Regions from separate parts of the Sus scrofa genome. Here all the other regions are linked to region 1. A link is a contact called in public HiChIP or PLAC-seq data. All regions are on one chromosome and are shown on one strand. The core of a region is the stretch at or near the end of the contact, and the rest is flanking DNA. Distances in the headings are between cores, read along the strand shown.

What was found. HiChIP or PLAC-seq counts read pairs in DNA pulled down with a chosen protein or histone mark.
Region 2: a contact with region 1 is called in an H3K27ac HiChIP or PLAC-seq map of skeletal muscle. The contact joins the promoter of STARD13 here to the enhancer-like site in region 1. A contact is called at or near these places in 11 of 47 Hi-C or Micro-C datasets (embryonic fibroblasts, epiblast stem cells, fibroblasts and 5 more) and 1 of 2 datasets of contacts at active chromatin or transcription factors (skeletal muscle).
Region 3: an H3K27ac HiChIP or PLAC-seq map of skeletal muscle shows a contact between it and region 1, with 3 times the contacts expected there. The contact joins two enhancer-like sites. A contact is called at or near these places in 2 of 47 Hi-C or Micro-C datasets (liver and skeletal muscle) and 1 of 2 datasets of contacts at active chromatin or transcription factors (skeletal muscle).

Annotation. Positions count from the first base shown.
Region 1 is chr11:9,637,332-9,641,601 of Sscrofa11.1, reverse strand. All of the region lies in intron 1 of STARD13 (stAR-related lipid transfer protein 13), which reads left to right. Among named protein-coding and RNA genes, the nearest start is that of STARD13, 99 kb to the left of the region's middle. Within about 2 kb of position 2,416, at least 34 of the 83 cell types and tissues checked have an H3K27ac peak or open chromatin away from gene starts, as enhancers often do. A contact at or near this core is called in epiblast stem cells, liver, retroperitoneal adipose tissue and 1 more, where this site is marked.
Region 2 is chr11:9,736,193-9,740,462 of Sscrofa11.1, reverse strand. It overlaps STARD13 (stAR-related lipid transfer protein 13), which reads left to right and starts at 2,093. Exons shown (of 18, transcript XM_021065185.1): 1 at 2,093-2,476. The coding sequence starts at 2,353.
Region 3 is chr11:9,715,708-9,719,977 of Sscrofa11.1, reverse strand. All of the region lies in intron 1 of STARD13 (stAR-related lipid transfer protein 13), which reads left to right. Among named protein-coding and RNA genes, the nearest start is that of STARD13, 21 kb to the left of the region's middle. Within about 2 kb of position 2,242, at least 7 of the 83 cell types and tissues checked have an H3K27ac peak or open chromatin away from gene starts, as enhancers often do. A contact at or near this core is called in skeletal muscle, where this site is marked.

The DNA.
Region 1 (4,270 bases), core at 1,167-3,666:
GAGCGTATCATAGGGTTTTTTTGTTTATTTTATTTTTATTTTTTATTTTTTTGTCTTTTTGTCTTTGTAGGGCCACACCTGCAGCATGTGGAGGTTCCCAGGGTAAGGGTCCAATCAGAGCTGTAGCCGCTGGCCTACCCCACAGCTCACAGCAACGCCAGATCTTTAACCCACTAAGCAAGGGCAGGGATCGAACGTGCGTCCTTATGGATACTAGTCAGGTTTGGTAACCACTGAGGCACAAGGGGAACTCCTTTTTTTTTTTTTTTTTTAATTAGAAATTCAACTCAAGGTGATGCTCAGAGTCCCAAACACCTCTTAGCAACTCCCTGGATCTGCTCCTCCTCCAGTTCCTTCATTGTAAAGCAGAGTTCTCAAAATGCATCTGCCTGTGGGGCAGTGGCAGAGGCCTAGATAAGTGGGCATGTGTGCATTGTGAGAGTCCTGTAAAGCTAGAGAGAGCTCATGTCCAGTCGAGAGAGAGCCTCTTAGCCACCACTCTGTGCCAGGCCCTGAGCCTTGTCTCAGCAGTGCCTTGGGCAGTGTGCCAGAACAAAACAGATGCATAGAAAGAGGCTTGGGACTGCTGTCCTGCCTGCCAGGTCATCACCCCCTCCCCCAGGACCCCACGCCTGGGTGGCCACTGAGTCAGCAACTGCTGGGCCTGACCAGCCCGCTCACTTCCACTCTCAGCCCATTGCTCTCGAGACCATCCCTCACTGCATCTCTCCCTTGAGATCAACTCTAAGTTCCAATTATCTTTTATCATTCACGTGTTCAACTGGAGGATTTCATGGAACCCAGGACTTCGGTTCTAAAACCAGAATGATAGATCACCTTACACATGGCCGTCTTAAATTTTATCTCCTTTAAAACTAATGTCCCAGAGTTCCTGCTGTGGCACCGAACCTTGTGGCTTAAGAATCTGACTGCAGTGGCTCAGGTCACTGCAGAGGTGTGGGTTTGATCCCCAGCCTGGCACGGGGGATTAAAGGATCTGGATGTTGCTACTGCTGTGGCATAGGTCATTGCTGTGGCTCACATTCAACCCCTAGCCCAGGAACTTCCATATGCTGCACGTGCAGCCAGTAAGTAAATAAGGAAAATCAATGGCCCAATCTCTGCAGTGGGAGTTAGGGGTTATTTTTTCTCTTCCTTATATACCCACAGCATTCTGATTACACCTCCGTCTTAGCCCTTCTCCAAATTGTCTCCCAGTGTTTCTATTGTCTTCACCAGATTTTTAGCATCTTGCACTTGTGGTCCTTGTCTTCTCCACAGTATCTAGCTGGTGCTTTGCATGTCAGGGGTATACTGAAGAGTCTTTTGCTTGAACTGAAGAAGCACATAATTCAGACACAAAATGAGTAAAGAGTGAGTCTTGGCATCATAATGGACCAAGCATACAGTGTTTTAGAACAGATGGTGTGAGGGAGTTCCTCTCATGGCTCAGCGGTTAACGAGCCTTCTAGGATCCATGAGGATTCGGGTTCAATCCCTGGTCTCGCTCAGTGGGTTAAGGATCTGGTGTTGCTGGGAGCTGTGGTGTAGGTCGAGGACGCAACTCAGATCCCGCATTGCTATGGTTGTGGTGTAGGCTGGCAGCTACAGCTCCCAACTGGACCCCTGGCCTGGGAACTTCCATATGCTACGGGTGCAGCCCTAAAAAGCAGGGGCGGGGGGGAAGAGATAGGATGATTCTCAGATGAATTAACATATGGATAACAGGGAAGAGACTGAGATTTCCGCAAAAGACAATTCCGTGTATCAAAAAGCAGACATAGATTGGAAGGATAATGGGGGGGAAAAAACAGTGGGTATATTTTACAAAAGATTGTGAAATCGCCGCTCTTAATATCGTTCGGCATTATCCCACCATCCGTGTGTCTCAGCTTAAGGTGAAGATTTTCTGAAATGGGGCCGGATGAGGACACACTGGAGGCAGGGTTCGGGTGGACATCTCTGGAAACCCAGGGGACTGGGATGAGTGGTTGCCATGGTTCCAGCCGAAGTGCCGCACCCATTTTTCTTTGTAACCAAGGTCAGAGGCGCTGGCTTATTCCTGTCCACATTGTGATTGTTGAGGTTTAGAAGTCAGGCAGGACTGTGGCAACATAAAGCTCACTAGCAGCAGACAATGATATTACTTTATAATTGAATGCTTTTCCCACAGAGGACTTGATGGGGGACACAGAGACTCCGAGAATCCCCCTTTGCCATGGTCTTCAGCACAGGGCCATGGCTCCGAGATCCTTCCCCTATCATGTGGGCAGACCCTCTGCTCGCAGTCATTGCAGATTCACTTCCAGGAGTCATAGCGTCTCCCTGTGTTCTTGCACATCTTTGAAATGCCCCAGGCAACTGCTCCTCCCTCCAGTGGAGCCGCCACAGCAGCTGTGGGCTGCACCAGGCCTGGTCTCTGCTCCGTTTCTGGCAGCAGGCAACTACCGCCAAGCCGCTCTCCCCAAAAGCCTGCATATTGTAAACCCATTAAGGCTTAACTCCTAGGGGACAACAAAGAGAGCTGCCTTTGTGAGCTCTGTGTGGGATCACAGAGGCCTCTGGCACCTGGCTTGTCCTCAGGCCCGGGGTGATCTGCAGGGAAAGTTACAAGCTGCCGAGGGAATATTTTCACAGGTTTTCCAAACAAAGGGTTCTTTCTTCAAACTCAGCCGCAACTCTTTTCTGATTGCTAATTAACCAAGCCTAGTGAAAAACAGGCCGTTTCGGTAAATAGATGAGAGGTGGTGTGTGTGTGTGTACGTGTGTGTGGTGTGGTGGATGTGCACGCTGATGTGCTTTTGTTTGTTTTTTGACACATGACAAGAGGCCCTGTTTTGAGTCTGACGGGGTGGTGAGCCTGTGGCAGGGAGGCTTCCCTCCTGTTCACTGCTGCTGTGCACACAGTCAGGCTGCTGTCGTCTTTGCGGATTGGATGTGCTTGGCGTTTGGCTTGAAGTCGCCCTCTCTCCCTCCACGTGGAGGGTCTCTTTCGCTCTGGGTCTCTGCGTTGCCACTGTTCCTCACCTGCCTCCCCATTGGCTCCCTTGGAGCCGCCTTTTAGGCAGCCCCTCCTTGGCCCTTCGAGGGTCTGCAATAGGACTTTGTTTGCTCTCCCTCCCAGGAACCTTCCCTGGGGGCCTCTATGCCTTTTGTATGTGGTATGTGCTTGAGGATCTGAAAGCCCCCTTTCCTCAGAAGCCCCCCTGCCCCCCCCCAGGACACTGGTAATTATTATAACTGCTCTTTCACCACATGGTGCGTGTTGCCACCTGGTCCGAGCCGGCCAGAGCCTGGTGGCTTTCTGGATGGTTGCCGAAGGCTTCCAAACCCTACCTCTTGTAACTTAGCTTTTCCAGTTACGTGTTAGGAGTTTTGTAAGTTTCCCACCTCAGTGTCCTGGAGCTTTGAAGGAAGGTTACGTTACCCACCATTAAGGTGCTTTTTACGAGGTTATCTATCCGTTTGATCTTTGCCTTACTGATACTGGATCAATACTACTTGTTAATTCTGGCCTTTTTGGTTGCGAGACTGTGGTGGGGGAAAAAAGCTCTTCACAGGCCTCTAGTGGACATGTGGTGGAACTTCGGGAAGCTTGTATTCAAACGTATAAAACTGGTGTGACCTACGGGCACCAGGCAATCCCCCAAATGTATTCTTCGTCAGGCTTTTAATTCAGTAGCATAGTGGTGTGTTTGAAGGCATGGAAAATAGGAACAATGGTGAAGTCACAGTCTTGGTTGACTTTAACCACAGGGTGCAGTGATCAAGTTGTCAGCTGTTCCCTCCTGTCAACTGGAATGAGTTTCTTTGTCCATTTAGTCTCTATTTTATAACAGCAGCTGAATTTTAACATCGAATCATTTTAAATCAACTGTACTCTTAATTCATTTTTTTTAATCAAGAATTTGAAGTCTCTGGCATGTTAATAATTTCCGTATGTAACTGTTTCATCTCAAAAGGGTTGGAACTATTGTCCCTCTGCAGAGACCTGTGTGGGATGTCGTGTCACGAGGCACCCCCAGCCTTCCCCAAAGACCATAATCCAGCGGGGTTCTCTCCAGCCCTCAGGGATCTTCCACGAGCCCTTGTCTCCTCACACGGTGCCTTGCTCTTGACCTTCCCTTTGCCTGAAATGATGCCTTTTTTCTGCTTCCTCCCCACCTGGTGAGAGTCTTCACATCCTTAGAAACCCAAGTCTGTTGTTTTCTGTATAACTGCCCTCTGCACCCCCAGCTAACAGAGTTAACCTCTTCTGTGCCGTCCACTT
Region 2 (4,270 bases), core at 844-3,343, 99 kb before region 1:
TAGCCCCTTAAGTTTAGAACCTTTGCATTTGTGGCGGCTGCATCCGCACAGCTGTAAGACTTCCTCCAGCAGTGCCAGCAGCCAGGCAGGCAGAGAGAGCTGTGCTGTGCTGTGTGGCACCTGTTCTGGGCAAATCATTCCAGTCTTTCATCTGGCTTCCCTTGGACAGTCCTGAATTCATGGACCCTTCAACAGCCAGAACGAAACAAACTTGCAAAGCCAGAATTTATCTTCAAATTAGTCATTTAAGGAAAACCCCTAACCCTTGACATCTGGATATAAAACGTATTAAAATGGAACGTATTAGGGGCCCTGGATTTTAGAGCTAAATGATAAGCGAAATAGCCGGACTGTTCCTTGTAATGTTCTATTCCTGGGCATATAATGTTACAATTACTGCCTCTGTTTGATTCGATTAGAGATCTTTTTTTTTTTAAGCTAAATACATGGCTTTCCTGGGAATGCAACTGTGAAACGTTTTGTCGTTACACCGTACAGCAGTCACTTTAAGATAACACAAATCGTGCTTCTTGTAGAGCACTTCCTTACCACTGCATGCATACAAAACAGGAGGTAATCAAAAGGGTATTTGGCAGGGGTCCAGAAAGCAATCTGGGTTAGTCTGTAACTGGCTGCCGTAGTTTCAAGTCCACTTCTGATCCATGACTTATTGCTTCATAACTGACAATTTCAAAGGTTTAGCAGTTTGGCACCAAAAAAAAAAAAAAAAAAAAAAACCAACCATTACTTTCTAGCTCATTCTGAGTGTTTCACTAGTGACCATTTTTGAATACTTGAAATAACAAAATAAAATAATAAAGATGGTTTTTACCATCATTATCCCCCCACACACACTTTCTACTAACAATACAAGCTAGTAGAGGGAATGTTTACCAAAAATGTAGAATGGTAGAGGGGATACTTCAGGTGGCTGTTAACTTCCACTCCTTACGTCAAGAACAATTTATATAACAGAGGACTGAAGAACTTTCTTGAATTGTTAAACTTTACATGGGGCACCTGAAATTAAATAAAAAATAGAAGACAGCTAACTAAACTTGGGTTATTTAGCAGCCTGGTACAAAGACAAGAAGAAGAAATGATATTCAAGCCATTTTACTGTTTAAATAATTCGGAAATTCCCTTTTGAAATACTTCAAGTTCCCTAGCCAAGCTTGAGACGTATGACATCAACTCATCACATCATGGAGTGACATCAAACATGGTCAAAATTACTTTCTCTAAGGTCCTCCAAGCCCTTTAAAAGCAAAGCCTTAAGAATAACAGGACACTCTGAGGCCTGAGCTAGTACTGTCTTCACCTTTGGGGTAAAGTTTGAGAGCCCAGGGAAATGAGCCGGACCCCACCGCCTCCTCAGGTATTTCTTAAAGAGCCAGTGTATTTCCTCCCTCTTACCTGAAGGAATCAGGGTTGCTTTCTAATTATAAGCCTACGTCATGTTATTGGTTAAACTCCCTCCAAATTCTTTTATTTTCACATTTCACTTCCTCATAGTATCTACTTTTTAAACTGCATACCTATTCGAATGCTTTACCAGAATATGTGAATCTATTTTACGCGGGTTCCTCACGGTTTGACCTTAATATTTACAAGTTATTTTCCTCTAGACTCAAAGCTATGCAATGAACAAATCAATGTGATTGTAGCTTGCAGCCAGGTAATCATTTCACTGAGGAAACCGGGAAAGACTGACATATAATACGAGAGCACCAGTATCTAACTCCAAAAGAATGTCAGCCAGACGGAGGAGCCGATTTCAAGTGACTTGAACTCGGGAAAACTGTGATGAGTTATTTCGGCACCAGCTGTGGCACAGTTTTAAATTTTTGTAATGGTTGGGATGGTGGCGGTTTCTCAGAGTGAAAAATGGCAAATATCAAGAAATGGGAGGACGAGGGTACAGCCCCTGTGTCTGAGGGAAAATGAAAAGCGGGGTGGCGGGGGCGGGGTGTGGACGCCCAGTAATTGGGGGCCGTCGGACCCAGCAGGAGGAGGAGGGAGGGGGCGAGAGCTCTCTGGGGGAAGGAGTGGGGCGCTGGACCGTCCCGGAGTGAGGGGGGAGGGAAGAAGGGAGGGGAGGGAGCGGAGGCAAAGTGGGAAAGGAGTAGCGGAGTTGACGGAGCGCAGAGGTGGCCCCTGCGCGGCGCGCTCCGTGGCGGCGCATCCCGGCCCCCGCGCGGGACGGCGGAGGACCCATGTCGCGCCGCGGCGGGGCCCGGGCCCCGGGCGGGAATCCGGCATCTGGCGTCTCGAGCCGCGGGGCGTCTGAGTTGCGGGCCACGCGGGAGTGACGGTGGCACGCCCGCGGGTCGTTATGCGGACGGAGCAAAAATGACCGGCAAACGGAAACCCTTCCAAACGCAGCTCAGGAGGTCAATCAGTGAGCAGCTGCGGGACTCCACGGCCAGAGCCTGGGATCGGCTGTGGAAGAACGTCCGGGAGAGGCGGCTGGCAGGTCGGTGCCCCGGAGACGCAGAACCGCGGGGGCGGGAGGAGGCGCCGGCCGGGTTGCCCGCCCGGCCCCCGGCCCCCGGCCCCGGCCCCGGCCCCGGCCCCGCTTTGGGCAGCTCGGGTTTTCCTAGTCTGGGGTTGGGCGGAGGAGGCTGCTCACACCACCCTTGCCGGGCGGGCGGGAGCGTCAGGCTCGCCGCTTTCCCCGCGCAGAGGCCGGGTGGGTGTGGGCTCCACCCCGTGCGCTCTGACAGCCGCGGGCCGCTGCACGCGGGGCGGGAGCCCGCGCGGGGTTACCTGGCCGTGTCCTTAGGGTGGCCTGGCCCCCGCTCCGCCGCCATCCGCCCCACCCCAGCCCGATGAATGAATGAGTGGCCAGCCCAGCTGGCCTTTTGGGAGGGCAGTCCCTCTCCCAACTTCTCCTTTTCCACAAGGGATGTGTCCACTGCTTGTGTGTGTGTGTGTGTGTGGTGGGGGGGGGGGGGAGGTCAAAACAAGACTAGGGAGCGTATCCTGAGCTCTGGGAGACCAGATGTTTGTAGGGGCAGGAGGGGAGGATTTGGGGAAAGACAGGTGGACAGTTGGTGCCTGTAGGTAGCTGCCCACAACCCTTGCCAGCTGTGGATCAGACTCTCCTCACTTAGAGACTGCAAAAGATAGGCCTCCCTTTTGTAATCCATCGCTGGCGAATCAGAGGAAGAGAAGAGGTGATTGATTATTCTGAGCTCAGAGGTCCTTAAGAATCCTTGCTTAGGTCAGAAGGCCAGTCCCTTCCTTAGCACCTCCCTCATCCTCCTGGCTGCGGTCCTTCTTCTGTGCGTGCTCCTTGGAACTACTTTCTGGCAGGACCAGGAAAGCAGTCAGTGGTCTGAGGCTCCTCAGAGCCCATGCTGGGAACATTAGGTGGGGTTAGTCACCGCAGCATACCTGTCACAATAAGGGGAGGTGGCCCCACTGCACAGCACAGCTCACTGGCAGAGTAGGATTTAGGACTGCTTCTCCCAAGTGTTAGGTGTGGAGGATGTTTCTGGAAGTGGGGGAAGTGTGGAGGGAAGGGCCCCTGAGCTGACCATGAGTCTAGCGTCTGGATCTTCTTGCCTCCTGTCTCTCCAACAGTATCTTCTGAGTGGGCCAGTGACTACAGGGGCGGAAGAGAGGTCTAGAGAAGAAGAAGGTGTGAAACCTGGACAGAGGGCAGGGATGCCAAGGGTGAGAAGGAAGATTTCACCTTGTCTGGGCTCCTCCCCCTTTTCCTCATTGAAGAGCTGTAGAAGTCCTTTGCTAGAAGTTCTGTCCTTACACCCGCACAGGCACCTCTCTCAATCAGTCAGCATCCTGGAGTAGAGGCCCAGAGTCTGTATCTCCTTGAGCTAGGTCTTTGTCAGCCTACCTGGTCAAATTAGAGGGAGCGATTACAGATGATTCCACCATGCATTATTGTCAGCAGAAAATGTTCACCCTGAATTTTCTCTTCAAGACAGTGGTCCCATGTAGTAGCACCAAAGAAATAGAAAGAGACTTTGCAGCCTGGACCCAGAAATAAGTTGTGGCAACCCGGTAGTTTTGACTGTTGATTTTTAAAGACCTGTTTGTGCATTGCAGACCTCAATTAATAACAATTAACAACTTTCCTTGTTATTGTGCTAAATTGTATAATCTACATGCTAGATGGTGTCAGAGAAATTTTTGTGGTCTAGTAAACTTTTGTTACTTCATAACTTCACAATGCTTACTGCAAAGTCTCTTTCATAGCTTCTCTTATTAAGTTTGTTAAGTTTGTTAAATCATTGGATCCTCA
Region 3 (4,270 bases), core at 993-3,492, 79 kb before region 1:
CTAATTGAAATACACCAAAATGCAAATCCATTTCAAATTTAAGCTCTTCCTTGATGAGACTCCGTAAAAATTGAGTGTACAAAAGTGGTGCTCGAGTGAAGAAAGTTCCCACAATAGCTGTGGTTTGATACATCTCTTCAGGATTCCTCAGCGTGAGCAGCAGCTAGAGTAATGCCAGGTGGGGATGCTGGGGATTTCCTGTTTATTCTTTTTTACCTACTAAAATGATTTTATACATCCTGTGATTTTTTTTTACAGTTGTTCTGAGAGGAAGCTCTTGCGTTTAACTCCATTGAAATGTAGTGTTTATGTTTTTGGAGGAAGGGAAGATGGGGATAAATCTTCTTTGCACTTTTCATGAGTTAATGAATTATGTATTCTTCCAGCTTTACTTTTCAGCTGTCGATAACAGGGACAATGTCAGACTTCATAGGACTGATGATGGATTCCTAAGGTTCCTAAGTTATGTGTCAGACAGGAGGCAATGTATGCATTTGGGCGGCGGGGGGACTCTTTCCCCGCCCCCTTCTTTTCCTGTCCCCCTGGCATGTAGCGTTTGGATCGCTTAGTCAAGCTCATAACAGGATGGGCAAGAGGAGGGGATTAAAACTAAAACTCTTCCAAGTATCTCACATAAAAAAGGTTTGGGGAAGAAAGGGATGCAGAATCCTGGGTTATATCAAGATATTTTATATTAATCTTAAATGTTCTTCACTCACTCCTTTCCTCTCTATGCAGAGCATAATTAGGAGGTGTCTATGGGCAGAGCTATTGGTGGATGTCAGCAAGCAAAGTGTATGGGAAAGGCTTCATCCTTTTCTCTTCTGGAGCTCTTGAGGCCTGATATGTCAGCCTTTTTAGGGCTGGATAAAGGCTAGAGATAAGGGTTAAGGTGCACCTTCACTATTCAATGTCAGTAGGAAGTACTGCTGGTTGCCCATGAAGCACAGTTGTTCCTGAGATGTTTTCAGAGGAAAAAGTGGGTAGTCTGTGATACTCAAGCAAACTAATGACAACCTTTTTCTGTTATGTAGGTTCAGAATCCTTTCAGTTTGCTCATTAAAAAGAGAGAAAAATATGTGATATATACTTTTGATATACAAGGAGGAAAAAAAAAAAAAATCATTGACAGTGAAACAGACCCAGCTACCCAGGTAGGGCCAGTAGGAATGACACTTACTACAGCGCCTAGGACAGTAGCACCCCTTTTCAGAAGGGAAGGTTTTAGGGATCAACTTGACATAGATATAGAAGATCAACATATGATGATCAGTCTGCAAGTATTTGTTACCACCTTCAACATACTCAAAAGACGCATATAACCTTTAACCTTTTTAGGTGACGGAAATGGAGTTTGTTTGTTTGTTCATTTTAATTTAGGTAATCCAAATACCTTAATCCTTTGAAAACATACACATTTGGAAAACCACCTGTAACATCTCTTTAACACTGAGTGAAAGATAAAAAAGCAGTGAGATCAGTGGGGGATAGGAAGGCGATAAAACAGTACATATCTCTCCCTAAAGAATTTACATGAGTAATTTCAAGATGTTTTTGTGAACAAGTTGGAGAATTTTTTTTTTAAGTAGAAAGAAACAGTCTTGATGAATATCTTGACTTTGAAGCTTGAATTTGAATTTTCTCTTCGACGGTACCTTTTGGGTTTGGGCTTGATATAGCTGCATCATAAAAACACACACTGACAAAATCTATTAAGAAGTTTTAATTCTGGATAAAGTAAATCTGGTGTCTGAGTTAGGTATCAGCCCTCACTCTTGGCATAAGGAGCTTTTGTTATGCAGGAATGCCCCAGCTGGGGAAATGCCAGTTAATAGATTCAGACAGAAGGATTTTGATGAGCGGCTGCACTGTTCACACCCCTTTAGCAAATGTTTTCGAATATTCTCAAGTAACACCCTTAACTTGAAAACAAATATGGATTTGCTTACTTTAGAGTCAATGGTAATTATTATCATTAGGAGTATATACAAATATCTTCTGTTTTTGCATATTCAAGGGCTGAATTCATATGTCACATTATATCTCTAGACCTTTGGCTGCCTTGTACATACAGAGAAAACACACGTCGAATTTAAAACAGGCTTTGGCAGAAAATTATTTCAGCTGTTGTGAAATACGGCACTCTTTAAAACAACTTCCCTCCCCCTCAAGTCCAAGTGATCGTCAGCTGTGGAAATAGCTTATGAAATTCCCAAGAGGGATGCAAGAAGATCCGTCATTCCTTTGTCCCCAGTGGAGACTGTGAAACCAGACCAAAGGGGATAACATTAGGAGCGACATCAGGCTGGCCAACGGGCAGGGAAGAGGGCATTTCTCACCAGAGCTGTTTTGTGGGGTCCAGCGGTCTCTTCGTGAGCATGAGTTACACCTCTGGCCACGTGTTTGGTCAAAGCCAGTTCTTCCCTGGGACTAACGTAATTGAAGGCCAGAGACTCGGGTTGAAAGTGTAGGAAAATGAGAAGGCAGGAGATACGAGGAAATGCTTGGAGGTGGAAGTGTGTGTATGAACATACCGAGTGCATTTTCAGGGGGCGAGGCGCTTTGCCGCGCGTTGTGGGTACAGCTGAAAAGCAAGGATCTCCTAAATCTTGCTGTCAAGGGATAGACTGACTGTATACCATCAAGAGCACATTTAATTTTTTTAATTACCGTTGTGGAAAGGGCCAGGTAGGGGAAGGAGGGTGCCCTGGGCGTGTAGCAAGGGGACCGAGCGTGTCTGGAGGGCTGGAGAACGCTCCCTCCGGAGCAGCGTTTGAGCTCAGTTCTAGAGCGCAGTATCATTCCTTAGCATTCAGGTTTTTCAAAAGCATTTAAGTCAATGGGCACAGCGTATGGGAAGGGTCGGAATCAGGAAAGCTCTTGGGTCAGAACAGGGATTGGAAGGCAACTGGTGTGACTGGAAACAGAGAATCGGTAGGGGACAAAGCTGACCGGCGCCGTTCACACAGCATTTCACCTTCCTGGGGGGCCTGCTTCACTTTTATTCTGTGTGTGCATGGTAGTGGCTCTGGTTGGTGCTATTCATTTTCTGGCTGAAAGAAAGAATGTTGTGACTTCAAAATTATTCTCTTATTCTGTTACGGTTTTTACCTGTCTCTGTCTCCATCTCTGGTTGGTTTTGTTTGTTTGTTTGTTTGTTTTTAAGTGTATGTTTCTTGTGTCTCGTAAAAAAAGTCATAATGGCATGGAAAATTTAATATCTACCGTGCCTTGCATATCTTTCAAAAATTGGAATATCAGTTCAAATTCATAGAAATGTGAACTAACTTAGGTTATCATGGGATGTGTTGATTTAGGTTTTAGATAATGGCTATCTCTTCTTTCTAACTTCTGGAAGGCTTGGTTTAGAAAGAGGAAAAGCAATCAACTCTTGTGTACCAAAATAGAAGGCTTTCCAGATCCTATTTATGAATAGCTGAATGGCTTTTCCGCAGATTTTACATCACATCTGCATGTGCAGCAGCTGCTAGGTCATTCCTAAAACTCTAGCATTTGTTCATATTTTAAGATGCTCAACATTTTTATGAACAGATGTAAGTGTGCAAGTTTTATTTGAAGAAAATGCCTTTCCAAGTTGCAAAATATAATTTCTGTTTCATTTGATAGGGAAATGAAAAATATGAGGTATGTTTTCTAATGTACTTCTGGTGGTTTAACTTCTCAGCCAACCATGTAGAGAACAGCATAAACCACAGACGTTGGGCTCCTTCCACCTGTCAGACAAGGTTTTACTGACGGCATTGTCTTGAAGACTCGTGTCACTAAGACTCAGGGCTGTTTATTTGTACACTGTGTACATCATGGAGAAATATAAGCCATTCTTGCTGACTGTCATCGTCAGATCGCAAAGTTATAGAAGTGAGGCTAGAGACAGTGATGAGTAGTGATACGAAATTGGTAAATGACGTTGGTTTCGAAATGAGAGAGAGTGTTTGTTAGGCAGTTGCTCACATGCTAATGGCAACACTGTGATTGATGAATGGTGAATGGATGGGATCCGCTGGACACCTGCTTTGTTAAGGACATTCTTTTGCTCACAGGTCATGGCAGAAGGGGCGGGGGAGACAGAGAGAGAGAGGGAGAACACAGTCTCTGCAAATCAATAAAAATTGAACCTGATGGACAAAATAAGTATTTTTGATGACACTTAAAAAAAATCACAAAAATTACCAATGAATGCTCTACCGAGTTTATAAATACTAAAAAAAGGAAGAAGAAAGCATAGTCTTATCAGCAAGAGTCATTGGTA